Regions from separate parts of the Mus musculus genome. Here all the other regions are linked to region 2. Evidence: chromatin contacts called from public Hi-C data. All regions are on one chromosome and are shown on one strand. The core of a region is the stretch at or near the end of the contact, and the rest is flanking DNA. Distances in the headings are between cores, read along the strand shown. Region 1 overlaps 7530428D23Rik (RIKEN cDNA 7530428D23 gene). Region 2 has its middle 75 kb from the start of Gm31610. Region 3 overlaps Gm31610 (a long non-coding RNA gene). Region 4 has its middle 130 kb from the start of Gm31610.

What was found. A called contact is a pair of places that touch in the nucleus more often than the background predicts.
Region 1: a Hi-C map of myocytes shows a contact between it and region 2, with 4 times the contacts expected there. The contact joins two enhancer-like sites. A contact is called at or near these places in 4 of 484 Hi-C or Micro-C datasets (the 3T3-L1 cell line, the N1E-115 cell line, cerebral cortex and 1 more) and 1 of 115 datasets of contacts at active chromatin or transcription factors (heart atrium).
Region 3: a contact with region 2 is called in a Hi-C map of uterus. The contact joins two enhancer-like sites. A contact is called at or near these places in 3 of 484 Hi-C or Micro-C datasets (nephron progenitors and uterus) and 1 of 115 datasets of contacts at active chromatin or transcription factors (embryonic stem cells).
Region 4: a Hi-C map of cortical neurons shows a contact between it and region 2, with 2.1 times the contacts expected there. The contact joins two enhancer-like sites. A contact is called at or near these places in 2 of 484 Hi-C or Micro-C datasets (cortical neurons and forebrain) and 1 of 115 datasets of contacts at active chromatin or transcription factors (astrocytes).

Annotation. Positions count from the first base shown.
Region 1 is chr3:21,759,725-21,763,999 of GRCm38.p6, forward strand. All of the region lies in intron 1 of 7530428D23Rik (RIKEN cDNA 7530428D23 gene), which reads right to left. Among named protein-coding and RNA genes, the nearest start is that of 7530428D23Rik, 39 kb to the right of the region's middle. Within about 2 kb of position 2,392, at least 47 of the 459 cell types and tissues checked have an H3K27ac peak or open chromatin away from gene starts, as enhancers often do. A contact at or near this core is called in myocytes, where this site is marked.
Region 2 is chr3:21,562,653-21,566,522 of GRCm38.p6, forward strand. No RefSeq gene overlaps it. Among named protein-coding and RNA genes, the nearest start is that of Gm31610, 75 kb to the left of the region's middle. Within about 2 kb of position 2,034, at least 151 of the 459 cell types and tissues checked have an H3K27ac peak or open chromatin away from gene starts, as enhancers often do. A contact at or near this core is called in cortical neurons, forebrain, myocytes and 1 more, where this site is marked.
Region 3 is chr3:21,426,014-21,429,869 of GRCm38.p6, forward strand. The region is part of intron 4 of Gm31610 (a long non-coding RNA gene); the gene reads right to left. Among named protein-coding and RNA genes, the nearest start is that of Gm31610, 62 kb to the right of the region's middle. Within about 2 kb of position 1,793, at least 16 of the 459 cell types and tissues checked have an H3K27ac peak or open chromatin away from gene starts, as enhancers often do. A contact at or near this core is called in uterus, where this site is marked.
Region 4 is chr3:21,355,827-21,359,960 of GRCm38.p6, forward strand. No RefSeq gene overlaps it. Among named protein-coding and RNA genes, the nearest start is that of Gm31610, 130 kb to the right of the region's middle. Within about 2 kb of position 1,460, at least 43 of the 459 cell types and tissues checked have an H3K27ac peak or open chromatin away from gene starts, as enhancers often do. A contact at or near this core is called in cortical neurons and forebrain, where this site is marked.

The DNA of each region.
Region 1 (4,275 bases), core at 1,142-3,641, 200 kb after region 2:
AAGGATGGACCATCCAGAGACTGCCCCATCCAAGGATCCATCCCATAATCAGCCACCAAACGCAGACACTATTGCACATGCCAGCAAGATTTTGCTGACAGGACCCTGATATAGCTGTCTCTGGTGAGGCTATGCCAGTGCCTGGCAAATACAGACGTGGATACGCATAGTCTTCTACCGGATGGAATACAGGGCCTCTAATGGAGGAGCTAGAGAAAGTACCCAAGGAGCTGAAGGGGTCTGCAACCCGATAGGTGGAACAATAATATGAACTAACCAGTACACTCGAGAGCTTGTGTCTCTACTTGCATATGTAGCAGAAGATGTCCTAGTCGGCCATCATTGAGAATAGAGGACCCTTGGTCTTGCAAACTTAATATGCCCCAGTACAGGGGAACGCCAGGGCCAAATACTGGGAGTGGGTGGGTAGAGGAGCAGGGCAGGGGTAGGGTATAGGGGACTTTCGGGATAGCATTTGAAATGTAAATGAAGAAAATATCTAATAAAAAAATTGAAAAAAGAACAAGAAAAGAAATCAAGGTGAGCACAAACAAGTGAGCAGATTAACATGAATTCATTAATTCCTCTCCACTCTTGACTATGGATATGATGTGACTCTTTGTTTGAAGCTCCTGTCTTGACTTCTCCACCATAATAGGCACTAATCTAAAATTGTAAGCTGAAATAAATCCTTTTATTTTATCACAGCAACAGAAATGAAACTAGGACCAGTTTTTAAAGCTGAATCTTTAAGCTCATTGTACATTGCTATTCCCCCAAAAGAAGGAAAAGATAGAACTTGAGTCTGTGTATTCAGAAGTGACTACCATGAGAGGTAGAGAACACCCTATCAACCAAGAATAATCTCTTGACCTCATCAGGGGCACAGAACATAAACCACAAGAAGCTTCATGGAAAGTGAGTGCTTAAACTAAGCCCTAAAGTATGTTAACCAGAGCCTGGAAGGAAAAGTCTCCCAGAAAGATAGGATGGTATGTGCTGAGGCCCAAGTAGCTGAAGCCCAGAGGGAATATCCGGGAGTTTGAGCTCATGGACCTGACAGAAGCAGTAAGAAACAGGACTGTTTTGCTCACCACTGTTTCTACTACTTACAACAAGTCTCAAAAATATGGGGGAAAAATATAAAGATTTCAGTTGGGAAACACAAATAGAAAACAAGCTTTAAATGTCCTGAAGGGTCTGTGGCTAGTCTTCAGTATAAGATTATGAAATGTGAAGTTATTGAGACAAAGACATGGCCTGAGTTTTACTTTAAGTAGGAAGTTAGTTGAAAGATAAGCTAGCTCATGGAGAGACGAGAACAGAGTTCAGATAAGGACAAGGGTCAAAGGAGGAAAGATGAAGTCAGAGGATTATAAATCACCCAGGCAAGAAGGAATGAAAGTTTAGACATTGAGAAGAGGGAAGAACACAGATATCCAAGAGTTATGACCAGAGGAGAAGCTTCACTGTCTCCTCTTACCCCACCTTTCCTACCTCACCTGCAGACAACAGAAAGTCCTTATAGGGACTCAGATACCCCTGATGTAAATACCAACTTGACAGAAGAATACACAGCTACTTAATCACACTAATACTTCATCTCTATGACTAAGCAGTAGGTAATCCCAGACAGCTGCCTAGAAGTTCCCAAACATGAATTTGTTTGGCAAGAAAGACCAAACATTCTGATTTGGGGTTGAGCTTTTGTTCTTTGGCTAAAGGCATTGTGGTCTGTCATACATAGCCAAGATCTCCATCTTCAAATTATCACCCAAGTAAATTTTTTGCAAGCCAATAGTGATTGTTTCCACTTTCAGCCCTAGCCAGAACTCAACTTACATAGAATCCAAGCCTGGGTATTGCTAATACTCCTTGCATTATGACCTGTGGGGTTAGTACTGTACCCCCATGTTTCAATGGTTAGGAAGGCCTTCACCATATTTAGCTTAAAGGAAAGAATCTCAACAAAATATGGCACATCAATTTTGTCGGTGATAATAGGACTATGACTGAGACCTGGGGCTAGAAGGAACCAAGCACTTAGAGCCTTCTTTCTGTGCTATTTTGGCCAAAGTAGGAAGTCTGGAAGATTTTGGTCTACTTATACTCAGGTCTCTTTTCTGTGGGTTCAGCATTAGTAATGCTCCACCTTATTCGAGGCAAGAAGGAGACTGCATAAGTTCTTCAAAGTTTCCTGCTCCTGAAAGCAAAAGCCATTTGTCTGCAGACCTAGGAGATGAGAATTTCTGGGTAAGAATTAGTGGCCATGTTGCTTTAATTATGATGCAAAATACATTGGCACTGGCACATCTGAGTATATCCCTGGCTCCAAACACAGTGGTTTTCAGGGTGGTGCCACGGCTGATGATGTTGCATCATAGCTGAGGCAGACTGGCAAGCTTCCACTCACCCTAGAGTCTCCACTCTCCGTGCCAACATGCTTCACCACCACCCCCCAGCCCACAAATATGCCACACAGGATCTTCCACAAACACACCATTTTCCCTTCAGGAAACAGTGTGGCTGTCCCATCCTCATTTCTTTTGGGACGTGCATTCTATTTTGCCCAGATTCTCTGAAAATCAGATGAGGCTTACCTCTAACCTAGCAGAACTTTGCCCAGACTTGCTGACCACAGGTGCCACTTCCTCAGCAAAAATACCTGCAGCCCAGCCATTTTTTGCTTTAGCTGAGTTACAGAATTCTTTAGAAGCTAACAGCACGACTATCAATCTGCCTTCCCAGAATTGCTTGGAATGTCTTCCTTTCTCAGTGGCTGCTAGGTACCTGTACAGGACCTAGGTGAGGGAAAGGCCATGGCCTGCCCATATCTAGGCTGCCTTTCTCCTTCCTGAACTCCACTTTTCCAGGAAGCCTCAGAGTAAACTAAGACACTGTGAATCTTTTGTCAGGACTCTGGTGTCCTTTGAAATAAATTAGTCTTAAATGGTATGTACCTCAAATTTAACTGATTAGTGACCCATGTTAGAATGAGATCAGAAAGGGATTTAAAAAAATATATTGTATCACTTTGACCATTTTCATTGCCTTTCTTTTAATCCATTTGTCCATTTAAGAATTTTTTTAAATTGTTCTTGTTAAATACAAAGGATAATGATAAGTTAAATAAAAACAAGATTATTGACCTATGAGAGTGTTTCATAGGAGACTACTTCTAAAAGATATCAGAACAATGTATATATCAAGGAGAAAGAAAGTGTACCACTTACTATTGAAATAGTGCTTTAACAATAAAAGAGACACTGGAAAGATGGCTCAACAATTAAAAGTGCATACTGTTCTTGCAGAGAACCTGAATTCAGTTCCTTGTACCAGTGCCAGGCAGCTCACAACATCCTATAACTCCAGCTGCAGAGGATCTGACACCTCTGGACTCTATAAGTACCTATATCCTCCCACCCACATGCAAACACACAGATACACTGTAAAACAGATAATGAAAATAAGTCTTTAAATGAATACATAAACTAAAAAGAAACCACCACGTGTATGTCCAATAATTCTCCCTTGTATTTTCTCTCCTTGGGAAAACTAAAACAAGAGATACCTCTACCTTAGAGACATGATTAGAAGAAAGAAAGAAAGAAAGAAAGAAAGAAAGAAAGAAAGAAAGAAAGAAAGAAAGAAAGAAAGAAAGAAAGAAAGAAAGAAAGAAAACTCTCACCTAAAAGGAAATGAATGATTATTATGGAGCTAGATATTAATTACTATTATCTGGGAATACGGATTTAGTTTGTCCTGAAAAGGCAAGCTCCACTATGATAGTGATACGTGGGATTTTTAAGTTAGGAAACAAAAAAGTCATATTTGAAGGCATTTATTGAAGGCATTGATAGGCAGGTTACAAAAAAAGCAGAGAAAACTTCTATATATTTCAGAATTATCTAATGACATTCTTAGATTCTGAGTTTATGGAAGCTAGTCTTCTGCTAACATTTTTCAAATATATTTTCAAGACTTTAATAGACAGAATGACACTAGATCAGACACAGGAGTGGATAAGGAATGGTTTTCAAAAGGACCTAAAATAGGCCAGGATAACTTGACCCTTACATTTTAATACTCTACAACCCAAAAGTTGGTCATTTAGCCTAGAATCATTTACACAGATAGACTCATCCTTCCTTTCTGTGTTGTTCATTCTTTCTTTCTTCCTTCCTTTCTTTCTTCCTTCCTTCCTTTCTTCCTTCCTTCCTTCCTTCCTTCCTTCCTTCCTTCCTTTCTTTCTTTCTTTCTTTCTTTCTTTCTTTC
Region 2 (3,870 bases), core at 784-3,283:
TTCAACTGTCCACCTTCAATAACCAATTAAAAGAGCCAAAAAATTAATAACAATAACATTGATAATAAAAGCAAAGAGAAAGAGAGGTATATTTAAACTGGCCACTTGCGAAAGAGGGATGAAGAGATCCAGTGAAACTCTCCCTCATCATCCTGAAATGAGATAAACAAATGGCTATGGACAGGCTGTCCTATGTCTTGTCAAGGTGTGGTTTCAGCCTAGTTGCAAGGGTTTCATTCTTTCAGAGAGCTAAGTTTCCAGTCCGGCTGGCATGTTTTGTTCTCCTACTGTGGGGAAATTCCCATTTCTTAGGGTTCCTGTTCCAGTGGTTTGATAGTCATAGAGAGACATGGGTATCTCTTTAGGACACCTTCAGCTCTGCCAGACACATTGCATCATGACTTATGCAGTGGTCTTTGGTTACCATCTCATTCATGAAAACCTGCTAATGAGGGGTGGAGCCTAGATCCAAACCATATGCTCCTTGACAGCAGAGTGATTAAGAACTTCCCTGGGCCAAGATGTACAAAAACAGTGTAGTGTGGCATATGAAAATGTCCTTTCGGCAGTAGAGTGCCTTTGCTCAGAATATTCTAGAAATTTAAGATTCTCTATTCCCACTAATGTTGAAAGGAAGCTCCAGGGCAAGAACTAAAATAAAATAAAACCTCTCACCCACATTACAAAGGAAATGAAGGAAAAAACTTTATGTATTTAAACAGTAAGAAGTTAACCAGTTCCCAAAGTTGAGTAAATTTGTTTCAATCTTACAAGTTTGACCAAAGATCAGTTAAATAACAAGTAAAAATTCTCTGTAGAGATTTTTAGAGATGACTAGCAGAATGCCGTATGCCACTGATACCTGTGTTTCCCTCAGGCCTAACGAGTCAAGAAGAAAACCAACCATGCTTGCCAAGTTCCCTTAATTTCCCACAGTGGAACAATGTCTGCTCAAGGAGCCTCTGTCCTGAAATGACTCAAGGCCTTCCTCCCTTGAGCAAGCACAGAAAAACATGGGGGGAGGGGACCCACATGCCAGAATCTTGCTAGCCCATCAAGGGCCTCATTATATAAACAGTAATGAAATGACTGGGGTTGATAAGTAACTAAACTTGCAGGTAAGTGTTCAAACTAATGATTTCATATATGTACACGTCTATACAAAATACACTTATCTCCCTTCCCCAGTCTATTACAAGGACAACAAGATTCTAATAAGGGCATTTCATTGTTCTAGACAGCAAACCTTCATTGGTTTTTTTTTTTTTTTTGGGGTGGGGAGGTTGTTGTTTTGTTTTGTTTTGTTTTGTTTTTAGTGTCACACAAGACAAAACCTATTGCGTTTGAAAAACAAAAGCATTTTTAGATCAAAACAGAGCAGGGACTTGCAAGATGAATAATACATACAAGTAAGGCACCCACCTCAGTTTTGTTGTGATTTATCAGCATGCAAGGGATGGGACAAAAATAAAGGGAAAACGATTCGATTGTTAAATCAAGCCTTCTCAGCTTCCTGGCTGTAGTCAATTTGCCAAAAGCCTTTTCTCTACTGTAATCCCATTTTTCAACATCTCATAACTAGAACCTGATTGATCATGTGGTCACATCCAGCCCAGACTCATTAGGCCAATTAAATCAAAGCATGTGTGCTGGAGATTCCAGCTCAGGGGCTGCTGCAGTGCCAGCAACAGCTTGGCTTGCCCACATTCCACAGGGTCTTATTTCAAGTGGTGTGATCCCCACATGGACGGTTTGATTTATTAAAGGGGACATTTTGTCACTCAGAAGGACTTCTCAGGACACTGGGTGGTGGGAGAGCAGTGAAACCAGGGCAATGTGACAAAAATAGGAGAACTTGTCACCCAAACCCGGAGGCAGCTCACACACACAGCAATGTATTTTAAGCATGAAGAAAATAGACTCTGTCTTAACAGCCTGGTTCTGTCAGAAGAGCGTCTCCCAGAGAGCCCTTCTTGGCTGTGGACTGTTCTGAGAACCTTTTTCATCTTTGTTGCCAAGGCAGCTGGGGGGAGGGGAAGCTGTGCTGGGTTTCCAAAGAATTGAGCAGCCAATACTATGAGCTTCCAGAACAGTGGGGCAGTGGCAGCCTCATCCTTAAGGAAAGGGGACTAAGAGATACAAGGAAGACTCAAGCTTGGGCAGTTTTTTAGAACCCTGACTCTGTCTGAAGAAAGCATCATGTGAGGTTCGGGTCTAATGGGTTAGGGACTAATTAATTGGCCAAAGATTTGACAAGGCTGAGGGTGGAAAGGCTCTTGGTTTTAGGGAGTATTTGGGTGTAGGAAGCAGCCCTGAAAGGTGAGCTCCCAGTCTGACTTTTAGATCCTGACAAGGAACATGGAGATGGAGGGAGGGAGCAGTGGAAGATTGTCTGTCCACGCTTCAGGGAAATGCCCTGACCTATTCACTCCTCTGTGCCCAGAGCTACAGCCTCAACACGCCTGAGTAGGAAGGATGTGTCTAAATCCACTCTGTGCTTTTGGTTTGTTTTTATCTTTGGAGAGAGAGAGAGAGAGAGAGAGAGAGAGAGAGAGAGAGAGAGAGAGAGAGAGAGAGAGAGTTTAAAATCTATTTTTGCCCAGGCATGAGTGATCATGCCTGTGTATCCTAGAGCGTGGGAGGCAGAAGGCAGGAAAGTGGCAGCTCACTTGAGATCTACATAGTGAATCCCAGCTAGGGGTCCATACTGGAATCCTGTCTCAAAAACACAAACAAAAAGATTTTCTTTGTGGCCACACAATTCAGTTCTATATTAGCTAATGAGTCACTTTTATGGACTTTTCAAAAAACTTACATACCACAGAACTTTAGAATTAAGAGCATTTTGGCCCAATATATTTGGTTACAAATGAGAGGACAGAGGTCTAGAAAATTTATTTCTCGAAAGAGATAAAGAAAGCTAAGAACTGAGCTAAAGATTTTCAGATGCAAACTTAAAGCCTTACTCAAAGGCTTCTGTGATGTGGAGGTCAGGGGTGGAGCTCTATTACAGGCATGTCCCCCAGAGCCCAGACTGCTCTCCACAACCCAATTCCTACTGGTCCTTTCCTTCTGCAGTCTTCAGCATCCCCCATCTCCTTGAGTAGTCTGATGCTTCTCACTAACACTGGACTTCAGTGGGCAATCAGATGACACTCCATCTCCACACAGCACAATGAAACTTCAGCCAGACACTTGTTCTTTCTTATCTTTCAGAAAATAAGCCATGAATTCCAGAACCGTCTCTGTGAGACAACTGGTCATCTCAGCTTGTTCTAACCCAGGGCCCCATTCATTCAGGACACCCTGGAGTGTTCAAGGAAAGTGATCTGCAAGCAGTAGGTCAGTAGGTCACACCCAGCAAGGAAACTCACCACAGGACAGACTGGAGGACACAGAAAAGTGATTCACAAAGAACCACCTCCTAGTTTCACTCTGTGAGGGTGCAAGTAGCCACACAGGACAGCAGGGGTGGGGTGGGGTGGTGAGGACCTAGAAAGGGTCCTGGTGTCATCAGCAAAGCAGGTGCTGGTGAGAAAGAGCATTGAATCAGGTCAACCAGGTGAATGACACTGGTTTCCTTTAAGGATTGTCTGATGCATATAGTATAATTTGATCAGATTCACTCCAGGTATCATCGTTTTTGTGTGTGATCCACTGAGTATAATCAGGATTTTTATGCAAGAGTATGGATGGGATGTTATTTACTGGAGCACAGCCATCTAACCAGTGGCTGCAGCACTGGAGAAAATGGCTCCTCTCCCCCTCAGAGTTCTTAACTGCCAACAGCTCCTCAGGGAGAGAAGGGTCAGGAACAGCCTTTTAAAAGATATCTATCTAGGGAGTGACTGCTGATTTTCTAAACTTCTT
Region 3 (3,856 bases), core at 543-3,042, 140 kb before region 2:
ACATCCTGCTCCAAGCAACATAATAGGTGGCCACCCTTCCTTTATCCAGGGTCCCCTCCTTTATAGTCAAACATATGCTAAAATATGTTGCAAGCAATGTATCAATCCAACCTGCACTGGTTTTGAATATATGTATAGTAAGACAAATTGTTATCTGAGTGGACTTTAGGAAAAATCCACTGTTTACCACTTCATGCCTGTGCATAATTTTGAATACTTATGAATTAAATCAAATGCAACTTGGAGAGGACAAGTATGGCAGAGAAAGTCTCATATAACTCAAGTTTGCCAATCAAAAGCAAAGAACCACCCACATCAGGCCCCTTAAAAACAAATGGTCCCCTATGGGGCACCATAAAAGGAAGCCCTAAACAATAACTAAGGCTCTTGGGCACTCTAGCTCAATGACCTGCTATTTACTTACTCCCTTACATTTTATCCTATTCTACCTCTTTAATTCAAACTTCTTTATACTTTGCTGTCTGAAAACTTTGAGCAAGAAGCTGGAAATGCTGTGCCTCCACCATACACATACCCCCAAATACACACACACACACACACACACACACACACACGCACGCACGCACGCACACGTACTCACACACTTGGAACAAACCAATCAGGATGAGATCATTGTACCCTGTATAAATGGTGTTTGGTGTGGGTCTGCAGTCTGAAGCCTGAACAGCTGAGTGCATACTGCCACACACTCCACTCTAGAAGGCTCGTTATCTTGTTTATCTTGTCCTAGGAAAACCTGACCTCCAGTTTAACCTTTCACACAGATTATGAAACAGCCTTCTATTAAATCCCAACACTCTGGCACAATTTTAAACAAAAAAATACCCTGGTGCAATATGGAGGACAATTTTTTAATTGAGAAACAAAACACATTCTGTCCAGGGCTGTGAAGTTGACTTTCATAACAGGCGGGAGTTGTTCAGATTCTGGCAAAGGCAGTTGTAAATTTTCACTTCCCCACTAATTGTCTTGATAACCCCAGGCTATATCCTAATTACTTTTTGTCTTTGGTTTCCTCACTTTGAAAACAAGGAAAATAATAGTTTTCTTTAAGGTAGTTAGCAGGATTAAGCAGAATTATATCTTTTATAAAACACTTAAAGCAGGACCGAGAAACACAAAACATACATTCAATCAATACAAGTTTCTTTCTCCAAACTCCAGGGGAGAACTGAACAGATGTAGAAAGAAACCTTGGGGTACCCCAGGACTACCAAGACATGGGTGGTCTTCAAATTTCAACAAATAATTAGAAAAACAGGAGTTTTGAATTTCAAAACTAGATGTTTTAGGGATGCTAGGAGAAGAAGCAAACATAACTTCTACTAAGAGATGACCACAGATACAGGAAAAATGGTGTCCACATTTATGGAAGAAGAGATTTAAAAAAAAGGCAGAAGTAACATAAACATTAAATGTGAAGGTAAGGTTCTTCTTTGACAATAAAACAATCCAAATATGTGGCTTTGGTGACAAGTATTCTTAGGAACCTCAAAGCTGTCAACTCCAGGCTTGCAGACGGATGAGCGCAGCGGCACACAGTGAATGAAAACACATGCAGCACACACAGAAAAGGCAGACTGTGGGATCAAAGCCAGAAACTATTCTTGGGTTGTTTTTCTCTTCAAAATAAGCTTTTTTTCCCCCATGATGCTAAATTTAAACAGCTGAATTTCTTTTTGTGAAAACAGTATTCTATTCAACCTTTTCAAAAGACTTGCCATTTAATAAGAAGTGGTCATTTTCTCCCAGGGAGGAAACCCCCTGAGCTACAGCTCTTCCTGGAAGAGGCCTGGCATATGATGAATGCTCATCTCCCCTATCTGAGCGGCTGGAGCCTCTACTACTTAGAGCCGAAAAAAAAAAAAAAAAAAACCAACAATGATGAAATTACTGCACCCAACAAGAATGAAGTATAGGGAATGCTCTCTGATTACAAGCCACACATTTTGTGTATGAGGAAGAAACATAGGAGCCTACTTATCTTCCGTTGTCACCATACCTGGGAAGAGGGCACCTCAAGTTAAACAGTGTCTCCATAAGACTGGCCTGTGGCAATGTCTGTCTGAAAGGCATTTTTTATTGCTAATTGGTGTGGGAGAGCTCAGCCCACTATTGGCAGTTTATCCTTCCACAGGTAAGCTTGGGATAAATTTTAAAAAGTAGCTGAGCAAGCCAGGGAATCAAGCCAGTAAGCAGTGGTTTCTTGTTCAAGATCCTACCATGATTTCCTGCTTGGCTTTCCTGGTTGGTGAACTATGACCCTAAGAGGAAATCATCCCTTTCTGCCCTGACGTGCTTCTAGTCATGGTATTTAATCACAAGGGAAAGAGATAAGGCACACAGGAAGAGCAGAGCTAGAGCTGTTGAAGAAATGGCTGGTGTAATTAAGGCTATTGTTTAGAAGGAATTAGATGCTAAAGGATGAAAGAGTCAGCAGCCAAGTTGGAGCAATGAAACCGTGTGCCATGGGCAATTTCTCAGATTCCTGCTTATGTGAGAAGCTTACCACAGACTAATCAAAGTGTATCCTAAACCCACAATAATCAGAGCACGGAAAGAGATGCGTGCAGAGCTAAAGCATCTGAGGAAGGCGCCACTAAACGACAAGAGTAGCCAGGTAAGCTGGTTTGTGAGTCAAAGGTTAGGCACATTTTCACTCTGGGAGATAACTGCTCCTTACCATATCATTATAACTAGACATGCCTTCCAGAAGAGAGGATGGACTCACATGTTCTCAGATCTAACATAGACAAGTTGACCCTTGTTCCATTCACCCACCACACTGCAAAACTCTGAAAACAGTGTCTCTGAGCCCCTTATATCCAAACTATTACTATGCAGTCAGAAGATAAATTTGCCTACTTCTTCTGGTTTACCTGCTCTACTTGATAGACCATGCCCTGCCCTATCCAGACGACAGTTTCTTAAGAAGACAGATACCCCAGTCTGAAGAAATCAGGCCATTCCTCCTGAATCCTCTAGGAGACAGTTGAGAAGTTGTTCTGTGCTGTGGTTTTACAGCTCCTGACTTATGGTCTTAACAAATACTTAGCTTTTCCAGGCTCTTTGTCTCATCTGCTATGAGGAAGTCAATCTAGGGATGTAAGGCATCCCTCCAGGATCTAGAGAGATGGATCAGTAGTTGAGAGCATGTTTCTCCTCCAGTTGATCGACATTATTGTCCCTGGAGGCACATGGTGTCTTACAATGATCTGGAACTCAGTTTCAGGGAAATCTGACACCTTCTTCAAGCCTTCATAGACACCAGCATACTCAAGGCATATATTCACCATACACATACACATACACATACACATACACATACACATACATAATTTTTTAAGATACTTAACTAACCTCATTCCTGGTCCTCAAAAATTTATAAAAGCCTGATGTTTTCTTTGTTGAAGGAACTTCTCTAAAGATTCTTTTCTGGATCTACCCTGTCATCCTTTGATGGCTCTCTTTCTTACTCTTGCTTCAAGTGTTATGAGGTTCCTCTCCAGGTTTTAAAGGGAAGCCTTCCTTGCTTTTAAGCCTTGCATACCCTAATTTTGACACATTGTTATTCTTTTCTAGACCTCTCCCAACCTCAATGTCTAGTCATGGTTTGGTGGCCCTTTCCTCTAATGATGCTACCAGCATGCATTCTACTACCCCTTTCCCTTTATAGATCTAAATCCACAAGGAAGGAAAAACATGATGACTATAAAATATTCACAAAGTCTAAGTCATAGCATTGCATGTGTTTGATGGCCAGAAGCTGAGTCTGAACTGCCACAATGAGGAATTCATTCCTGGTTTCACCAAATGTGAAACATAGCCCATTATT
Region 4 (4,134 bases), core at 210-2,709, 210 kb before region 2:
TTTGCTAGAATGAACGTCATTCATCGTCCTTCCTCTCTTTTGCTGTCATTCCTACTTGCATCTTCTTATATACATGGCTTAGCCTGGAAGTCAAACTGGCCTGTTCAGGCGGGTGTTGTTTTGTTTTGTTTGTTGTTGTTTTCTCTGTTCAATAATAAGGAAATTGAGCCTAGCTAGCATTGACATCTCGCTGATTCATCACTTCATTCACAGACCCATGTGCAGCCCCTGCCACATGAAGAGCAGTAAATAAATAGAATACCATTTTTACTGGTGGAAACCGTGCTATATAATTCTAAAACCCAAGCCTTATGGCATTTAATAAGGGTTGGTTTGGTATAAATAGAAAACCCAGTTATCGTTATAATTTTCAAACACTGTGCCCTTTAGTCAATTATATCCCCACCCTTTATTACCTACACAAATGATAATCAGGAGAGAGCTCCAGCATTCTGGCTACTTCCTGAAGTGTTCTCCCTTTGTGTTTGAAGTAATCTCCATAGCTATTAAAGGGCAGAGTATTTGATTGTCAGTGCTAGGGTTCAAAGTATCTGGACAAAGGATGTTGTGGACTTTGGACCCCATACATCTTGCTAACCCTCGATGGGTCTACACAGTGTCTGTCATAAGGACTTCCTGCGAAGTTCTCTTACAGTGGGCTGGAATCTCACAATGCTTAAGAGCTGAACTTCTGCCTGTCTTCTGTCTCCTAGTGTTATTAAGTGGACCAGGTGACATGGAGTCTCCTCAGCAACTTTTTCCATCTCCTGTTTCCTTTATACACTGAAAGGTCTATATTTGGATCGCTCCCAAAATAAGTCTTAATTGATTTTTTAAGGTGTTCTCAACTGCCATGGCAATGATAAGCAAATATCTCTTCATGAATAGCCTTCTGCAATTGACTATTCTTACTGAGTATAAGCTTCAGTGCTCTTTCTTCAATGCTTCTGCCTCTCTCTCTCTCTCTCTCTCTCTCTCTCTCTCTTTCTCTCTCTCTCTCAGCATATTTCCTTTAGTCTGTTAAAACTATAATTAATATATATTTAAGTATAAATATACTCCAGAAGAAAATAATATATTTCAATAGTGCAATTCTTCAAAATAAAAACCTCCTATGATTTTTATCATTAACAACAACAGTACACATACACGCGCACACACACACACATGCACACTAAAAATAGATTGTGTTTTCAAGGGTAATAGCTGTCTTATTATTGGCAGGATCTGCTACACGTCTGTAACCTCTTTTGAAGTCACCTTTAACAGTGTGTTTCATTATAAAAATTATTTTTCTCTCTCAGGAAAAATTATTATTCATCTTTGGAGAGAACATCTTGTCAAGTGGAGCTGTTCAACAAAACAAGGAAAACATCTCTGCCAAAGCACAGCAAATGTGATTACCAAGCCAAGGAGAAGCCCGTAATTAGATCATTTCCATGGAAACAACCTAATTACATGTGTAAAGCAGTGAGAGCCGAGCTGAACATTGAATATGCTAATACCATTGTCTATGTTGTAATGTTTCTGCTACTTAGCTTCTCTCAAATATAAAATATAAACCATGTAGATAAACCCCAACTCTGCTAAGTGAATAAAAACCCACAGTGCATTGGATGTGCATTGCAAATGAATGTAATCCTGGGATATTTAACTGCTTATAATCAACACACACCTATATCCTTAAATAACCAAGGATAAAGAATGCATTGTCATGTATACTAATAATAAGTGCACAGTAGCATGTAAGTCGCCAAATGTCCATAAGTGAGCATTCTGCAATTTCACATGGTGTAAATTTTATTTATAAAAACAGCTAATGAAAAAAACAATTTATTTTTTAAGCCATGCATTCTTTACTTATTCTAGGGAATTATTTTATGTCAGCAAGAATTAATCATTTAGAAGCCTGTTGAATTTTTTTTTAATGTTCCATGTGATCTATATTTGGGTACCCCAGTCAGAGGGGCAGTGGGAAGTTACACCAAAATGATTTCATTAATAGAAGAATGAGTTTGCCTTTTTAAATAATGAAACCTATACCGTGCTTCTATATACCTCTTAATATCATTCCCAAGTGTTTCTTTGAGTTAATCTCTTGAACACAGCTTTGAAACTCCAGCCTTGCTATCCTCAACTGAGCAATTTGACAGCATCTCTAACAGCCTGAGGCATCCACTGGTCTTCAGCTTTCCCAAATGTAAGAGTTCACTTATCTCCTTGCTATAACCAAGAATATGAAAGAAACAAGGAAGAAGGGGTTTATTTTGACTTACAGAACACCGTGGCAGAATGTTTCTTTAATCTAGCAACATAGAGAGAACAGGAAATGGGCTAGGCATTCCTCAGGACTTGGGAGAGCAGGCTCTGGTCCTCATCTGAACAGCACAATACGGCTGACCCTGATGGAGAGGGACAGGTGAGCTGGCCCTAGCTGGCCCTGCCATTGGCCTAGCATGAGCTGACATGGGCGCCTCCTACCAATACCACCCGAGGTGGTCGTTGGCGCTCTGGGAGAGCTGACCCCAGGGTCATGAGGATGGGAAAGCTGGCCCCTCTCCTGACTGGCTGTAGTACTCAGGAGATCAGCCCCTGTACTTCAACTGGAGAGCACAATGGAGCTGACTCTGATGGCATGGGCGCATATGAGCCAGCCTCAAGGTCATGAGAGCAGGAGAGCTGACCCTGTCCGGCTGATGGTCGCATTGGATGATAAAGTCAAGGCAGTGTTAGTTCATTCTGGTGGTGTGGTTCAGGAGACCTGGTGGGCTGATCAATTCAGCTACCACCCAGGCCCATATCCAGGGCTTTGAGTTGGCGGACCCCAACATCTACCTCATCTATGAATTACTGGAGCGTGTGAAATGGCTGGTCCTGAAGATTCAAAGCTGCAGGATCTCCATGACACAGGGCAACAACAAAGTAACCAAGGGTGGAGAGTGAATAGGAAGGGACTGGGAGATGAGTGGGATTTAGGTGCATGATGTGAACCTTACAAAAAATCGATGAAAAGTTTAAAAATAATCTCAGGCCATCAAGGAATGGCCATGTTATGGCAAGACTCCCAACTCCATCAGTTGGAGCTAAGTGCTCAAACACAGAAGCCTCTGGGGTTCATGTCACGTTCAAATCTCCCTGGTTTTCAGATGTAAGCATAAGAGATTGTCGAGGCTTGCCTGACTACCACTTATTCCCAGATGTGCATGATTCACCTTCCAACTGGTCTGTTTTTTGACCATCTGTGCCAGTGACTTTAGAAATGCTCCTTTCAGTTCTCTTCCCTACCTGTTCCTTACCACCACCACATAGAGGTAAGGGATTGTTCTGCTAAGGAAGATAGAGGAAAAGTGATAGGGAGGTGCAAAATGTTCTTTAACATTGTCCTCCTGTGTGCTTCCCTGAGCTGCTCTGTCCAGGGATACATTTATACACATAGAACCTCGAACTAAACAGAAAATGATGCATGGTGTGTGTAGCATGAGCAGGAAACTAGCTGGAACTAGCTAACTTTATCAAGGCAAATAGCATCTGGAGGAGAACCAGATCTTAAAAAGAAACAGCTGGGCTCAAAGCCAGGCCTTTTCCTTTCCTTTCCTTTCCTTTCCTTTCCTTTCCTTTCCTTTCCTTTCCTTTCCTTTCCTTTCCTTTCCTTTCCTCTTCCTTTTCTTTCTTTCACATTCTTTTCTTTTCCTTTCTTTTCTCTGCTCTTCTCTTTCCTTTTTTTTTCTTTTCAGTCAGTGGATTGGTGTGTTGTGTGAGCCACTTACATCTTGAGCCCTCAGTGTCCTTCTTGGTTAAGCAACAGCATGGGTTTTAGTAGTTTATTCTTGGGTCTTCTATGAGCCTAACATTTCAATTCTATGACTGTCACATGGGAAGTGCTAAGCTGCATACCTTCTCTTTTGCATCCTCCTAATTGACCCTAGACCAGAATGCTAAGCTGAGACATATGCACACATTGTTATACTATAAGAAAGGAGAGTGGTTGGAAGACAAGTCCCCTCCATTTATTCTTCCAAACCCCTTCTGCTTCATTACTTCTTGTATTGATTGATGACTATGGGAAGACTATCTGGAGAAGGGGGCAATGAGGAACTCTACATTGCCAGCTATATCTTTTTCTTTGGACTTTTC